2 separate regions of the Mus musculus genome follow, and region 1 is linked to region 2. A link is a contact called in public Hi-C data. All regions are on one chromosome and are shown on one strand. The core of a region is the stretch at or near the end of the contact, and the rest is flanking DNA. Distances in the headings are between cores, read along the strand shown. Region 1 has its middle 36 kb from the start of Gm31140. Region 2 has its middle 170 kb from the start of Snx19.

Region 1 (2,785 bases), core at 115-2,614, 250 kb before region 2:
GATATGTAAAATAGTCATAGCCCGACGGAGAATGCATATAAATAAACAGATGGTGATGTGATAACTAATGCTTGAGAATGTCAATTGTAAATATGCATGCAAGGTTGATATATTTGGAGAGGTGTGTGTGTGTGTGTGTGTGTGTGTGTGTGTGTGTGTGTTGTTACTGGGATTTTCACAAAGACAGATCTAGGTCTACCTATTGATCTATCACCTAGATATAAAAATGGCTATTTCCCTACACAGACCAACTCATACATTATTAACTGGGATGGACTCTGAGAAGTACATCGTTAAGCAATTGTGCTGTGATCTGAGTACCACAAATGCCTAAGAGATATAGACTCATTACTCCACGAGGCCTCAAGGCCATCAAAAGACACAACAAACACGAGACGTATGAGGCTGCTGTTGTCATGCTATACTCTGTTTTCAGTAAACTTAAATTAGTTTTTACAAAATGGAGTACACCCTAAAGCAACAGTTGAAAGCACAATCTACACACAAACAAACAAGCGATAGAACTGTATTCTCCGGGACCTACACACTAGCAATACCGTTGGTTTGTTTACACTAACATCACCACATATATGTGAGTAATTGGTTTCCATATGAGATCACAATGGCTACAATGTTACTAGGCAATGGAGAAGCTTGTGCAGACTTCTAGGATCACCACTGCACATGTTGTTTGCCATGGAATGAGACCTTAATTGTAGTGCATGACTCTCGCCTGCAAGCACTTTGTACTGTGGGTGAACTTGAAGCACTTTGCCACTCTCCCTTACCAGATTAAATATTCCTTGCAGGAACTCCTGCAAGCAAGTGGTATGACTGGAACTCAGGCAGGCTTCCTTAATGGTTTTCTCTTACTAAATCTATCCATAGAGGTGAATCCAAGGTACCAGAGGAGATTAGCGATAAGGGCATTTAACTTTGCTCCTGGGATCCAAGAGAGCCTTCCCAGAGGAGGAATCAGGTTGCAAAGACTAGAGCTCCCAGGTTGGACTGCATCTGTGTGTGGGTGTGCTGGGATGCAGGTGTTCCGAAGGAGGCTTCAGAACTGTCCGTGGCAAGAGTGTGAGAGAGAGAAGGCACCTCATTTTTGGCCAGTCAAGAGCAGGTCAGTGCAGCCCAAGCTCTCTCATCTCACACCAAGGAAGGCAGGGTCAAGGTCCCAAACATGTGCACGGCTCCTATCAGCTGACTGTATTCCAGGCTCCAGTCTCTCCTCATGATGACAGCAGTGCAGATGTAGCCAGCACCGGGAGGGAGGGAGGGAGGGAGTCAGTCCACCAGGGAGAGGGAGGGGGGTTGGAACCAGTCTATTTCCCAGCAGTGATACCACCCCAGCCATCAGCTCCTTGCCAGCAGGGTCAGCACAGGCATGGTGAGACGGAGGTGGAGGAGCTGTCTGCGCTGTTGCTCAACCTCGGCACGTGGAGTCCGATGGCCTGGGTCAGCTGCTATCTGGGTCTTGTTTAACATCCCTCCTCCTGTGAGCCCTGCTAACTGGCCCATCTGTCCAGCTGATGAGAAGGCTTGCAGGCAAGGAATGCTGTTCTCCCAGGTCTAGCCATCTTTCTGTAGCCAAACAGATGCGCAGAACAAATAAACAGGCCAGCAAGTCGTAGATGGGTTGTGTTAGGCTTAGTTGAGACATGCTGTCCTTTTTGAAAGCTGTTGATGTGTTTAAAAGAGACCAACATCTGGGGCCAGACCATATCTGGCTGTATATTGAGGCCAAGACTCTTAGCCCATCCACAGTGACATTGTCTAAATGTTGTACTTTTCGAAGAGTACCAAGATTGTAACCCACCATAGAGTTAATTGAGTCCTTCCTCCTGGATTTTGGACTGTTACATGTGAGTTCTTTTTCTGCCTCAGGATTCCTAACTGTGCAGGTTAGACTAGGTGATAGAAGTCCCTTCAGGAACTGCAAGCTGCGTTTTCCCTGAGTCTAGATTTTGTTTATTGCATCTGTCCCATGTTTTTTTTTTTTTTTTTTTTTTTAGCAGGGGCAAGCTTTTGTATATAGTCCCAGAGATTTGTGCTGTTGGGAGGACCTAGAGGACAGTTCTACAAAACAGAAGTTTACCATTTTGGGGTGGGGAAGGATCCAGGCTCAGCAATGGAACAGACCTGGGTTTGGGAACACTACCTGTCTTTGGCAGGTCCTTAGATGAGCTCTTTAACATATTTGGTCTTGGTCTTCCCTTTGGTAGAATGAGAATAGCAAGCCCAACAGCTCTTGGGATTTTGTGATGATTCCCAGGACAATTCAAGCCCCCCCCCAAACTTCTCATTTCTTCCCTAGCCTGACCTCAAGTCTCTTCTTGCAGGGAAACCACACTCAGCTTGCCTGGCCCTTTCCTGCTCTTTCCTCTGAAGCTTCCTCTTTCCCAGCCAACTTGACCATTCACCCAGCTTGCTAAGCATCTCTTATAAATGCAGGCACTTGGAGCATCTCTACGTCTCCCCCAAATCTACAGACAAAGGCTCGAAGAGCTTGGCTGAACCCCCTCCCTCCTCATTCCATGCTCAGCTTTGCAGAATGGCTGGCTTGCAACTGGTTCTGTAAATGTTACAACCACCTCCTGTCTGAGCCTTAGTGCTTCTGCTTAGGGCTGAAATGCTATGTGGAAGCCACTGGTTGTCCATGCTCAGACCACACACACCTTCCTGGAGCTGCCAAGGAGGAAGGGAAGAGAAACTGTGTGCACCATTTGTTTCTGACTTGAGACTCCTAGCATTCAGCATATCTGGGGTTTCTCCCTCCACTTAA
Region 2 (3,048 bases), core at 166-2,665:
GTGTCCATTGTCCTGCTCATCCCGGAGATACCCCCTGACCCCACCACCAATCCAGTTGTCTGTACATCATGAAATTTGCAGGCAAATGGATGGAACTAGAAAAGATCATCCTGAGTGAGGTAACCCAGACCCAGAAAGACAAACATGGTATGTACTCACTTAAAAGTGGATATTAGTCATAAAGTACAGAATAACCATGCAACAAACCACAAACCCAAAGAAGCTAAGTAACAAGGAGGGCCTGAGGGATCACACTCACATCTCACTGAGAAGGGGAAATAGATTAGGCTTTTGGGTAGCTGGATGCAAGGAGGGGACTGGCTTGATGAAGGATGGGGATGGCAATAGGAGGGCTGTCGGGGAGGGTGGGGGTGGGGGATGGAAGGAGAGAGCAATGACTTTTTAAAAAAGATTTAATTTCTATCTTTTTAATTTTTTATTTCTGTCTGTTTGTATGTGAGTATGGGCATGTGAGTACCAGTGCCAACAGAAGCCAGGAGAGGGCACCAGGTACCCTGTGGGTGGAGTTGGTTGTGTAGCTGCTGGTCATGGGTGCTGGGAATCCAATGGGTCCTCTGTAAGAATAGTCTGTGCCCTTAGCTACTGAGCCATCTCTGCTGCCCCCAGCCTGCTTCTTGAGATACAGCAGCAGCAGCAAGGAGCATAGAGCAGAGCTGTGATCCAAGGGAGATAGAGATGTTACTGTGTATATCAGCACTCTAAAATATACAAAGGATATTCCCGGAATGCTAGTAGCTTGTATGTCTGCACTGCTGAAAAGCTTGCAACATCCTATTAAGGATCTACAAAGGCATAAAAAATTAAAATTAAAATTAAAGCAAGCAACCCCCCCCACACACACACACACACACACAAACACAGTACTGAATACAAATTCTGGGAGGTTGTTTCAGAGTAGGTTTCTGATCTGGACCTCAGCATACTGGACTCAAAATCAAAATCGAGTCCCTCATGCTACATTTCCAGGCAAATAATCTGGAACTAACTATTGATTTGACTTTCAAAAAAAAAAAGAAAGAAAGAACGAAGACAGCTCCATTTCTTAAACAGGCTAGTTTTAATTGAAATCATATGAAGTCTCTGCCTTAGTCCTCTCTTTCAAAGGTAACTTTGAGAATAACAACCCGGTTAACAATTCATTTCTTTTCCTATTGTTCTGGCTCCCTGCTAGGCAACTTTGCTTGTTTTTAACTTCTGAGTTCTTCTGTCTAGAAACCCAAACTTTTGTGCTTAGCTCAGCAGAACACTTACCCTATTTTATGGAATAAAGTATTGCCCAATTCTAGAATTGAAAATAAAGTCAATTAAGATGTCGAAATTAAATTGTTAGAGTCTGGTCTTCTGACAACAATTTTTTCCTTGCCAAAAAAGTCACCATGCACCAGGCGCATGAGTGATTAGCAGGAAGCCATTGGACCATCCAGAAAGATCTGAATGGGGAGCTCTGACTCAGCATAGTGCATGTGTGCAAGAACACATGTTTGGGGTTCTGGTTGGCCTGCCTCATGCACTCCCAATCCTAGATGAGACTTTGGGGGAGTTCAGGCAGTAGAGTCATGCAAATGGGTGATAAAAGAGAAAATGGGAAGGAAAAAGGAAGCAAGGCTGACCCCTCCAAATATTGCTGTCCTCCCCTCTCCCTCCCCCTAGCACAAGTCCACAGAGTTGAAATAACAATAGAATGAATAAACCAGTGTCTTCTTCCGAGGCAGGGGAGATAGTTCAGTCAGTAAATTGCTTGCTGTGCAAGCAGAAGACTGGAGTTTGGTTCCCAGAACCCATGTAAGATATCTGAGCCTGATGGTGTGAGCTGTAATCCTGTGCTGTGAAGATAGAGACAGTTGGATCTTTGGCACTCATTGATCAGGAAGCCAGCCTAGCTGAATCAGTGAGCCCAGGCCAGTGAGAGAGCTGGTCTTAGCAAACATGCCATAGAGTGCCTGAAGAATGATACCAAAGATTGGCTTAACACACAGACACAGACACAGACACAGACACAGACACAGACACAGACACAGACACAGACACAGACACAGACACAGACACAGACACAGACACAGACACAGACACAGACACAGACACAGACACACAGACACAGACACAGACACAGAGTCACAGACACACAGACACACAGACACACAGACACACAGACACACAGGCACACAGACACACAGATACACAGATACACACACACACAGAGACACACACACACAGACACACACACACACACACACACACACACACACACACGCTGGGGATAGAGGTTTAACACGCACATTTTGAGGAATTCTTCTCATTTATAAATAGAGTTAGTAAATAGTTCCATCTAGCTCATGAAGATAATCAATGAAAAATTTGAATAAAGAGGTGCAAAAGTATCAGACGACGTGTCTCTCTGAAGTCCCTTGACAATCAGGAACCTCAGCTGGTCTCCTGGTTGTCCCAGCACTGTGGTAATTACCAGCCCCTTACTCCAGGACCACCTGGCTCTGCAGGAACAGACTCACTGAAGAGCCCTGAGATCAGAGATCTTTCCTCTCCATGGCAACAACATACACAATGTCATCTTGCAATTTATTTTCACTTGACTGAGAAGACCCTGCCCTCTTCTTTCTGGCTTGGCTTCCACGGCCTGGCTATATTAGTCTTGGATGGCTCGGGGCTGTCTCGGCATCAGACCTGGCATGGCCTTGTTATGCCAGCTGGGGAAGGACAACACACCTGTGGGTGTGCAAGGCTGGGAGGTGGTTGGGCAAGGGTCCTAATTACTGGAGAGTGACACAAATCTTGCCAGCATGACTTCATCCATTTCCTCTTTCCCTGCTTTCTGAGCTCTGGGGATAGGTTGCGGTGTTTGCTCAGCTGCCCAGGCCCCCATGGCGAGGACCAATCTTACCTGTGGATCACCACCTCCAGGTGGACAGCTGTGCTCCTGCCCAGGTATCAAACTTGAAGGATATTCACGCTGCTCTCTTTTCTTCTTAATGTTTGTAAAAAGCTGCCGTTTTAAACAAGAAAACAGCTGGA

Evidence for each region. A called contact is a pair of places that touch in the nucleus more often than the background predicts.
Region 1: a contact with region 2 is called in a Hi-C map of uterus, with 3 times the contacts expected there. The contact joins two enhancer-like sites. A contact is called at or near these places in 3 of 484 Hi-C or Micro-C datasets (all in uterus), 2 of 115 datasets of contacts at active chromatin or transcription factors (astrocytes and embryonic stem cells) and 1 of 9 other capture datasets (embryonic stem cells).

The regions. Positions count from the first base shown.
Region 1 is chr9:30,842,915-30,845,699 of GRCm38.p6, reverse strand. No RefSeq gene overlaps it. Among named protein-coding and RNA genes, the nearest start is that of Gm31140, 36 kb to the left of the region's middle. Within about 2 kb of position 1,364, at least 22 of the 459 cell types and tissues checked have an H3K27ac peak or open chromatin away from gene starts, as enhancers often do. A contact at or near this core is called in uterus, where this site is marked.
Region 2 is chr9:30,591,113-30,594,160 of GRCm38.p6, reverse strand. No RefSeq gene overlaps it. Among named protein-coding and RNA genes, the nearest start is that of Snx19, 170 kb to the right of the region's middle. Within about 2 kb of position 1,415, at least 15 of the 459 cell types and tissues checked have an H3K27ac peak or open chromatin away from gene starts, as enhancers often do. A contact at or near this core is called in uterus, where this site is marked.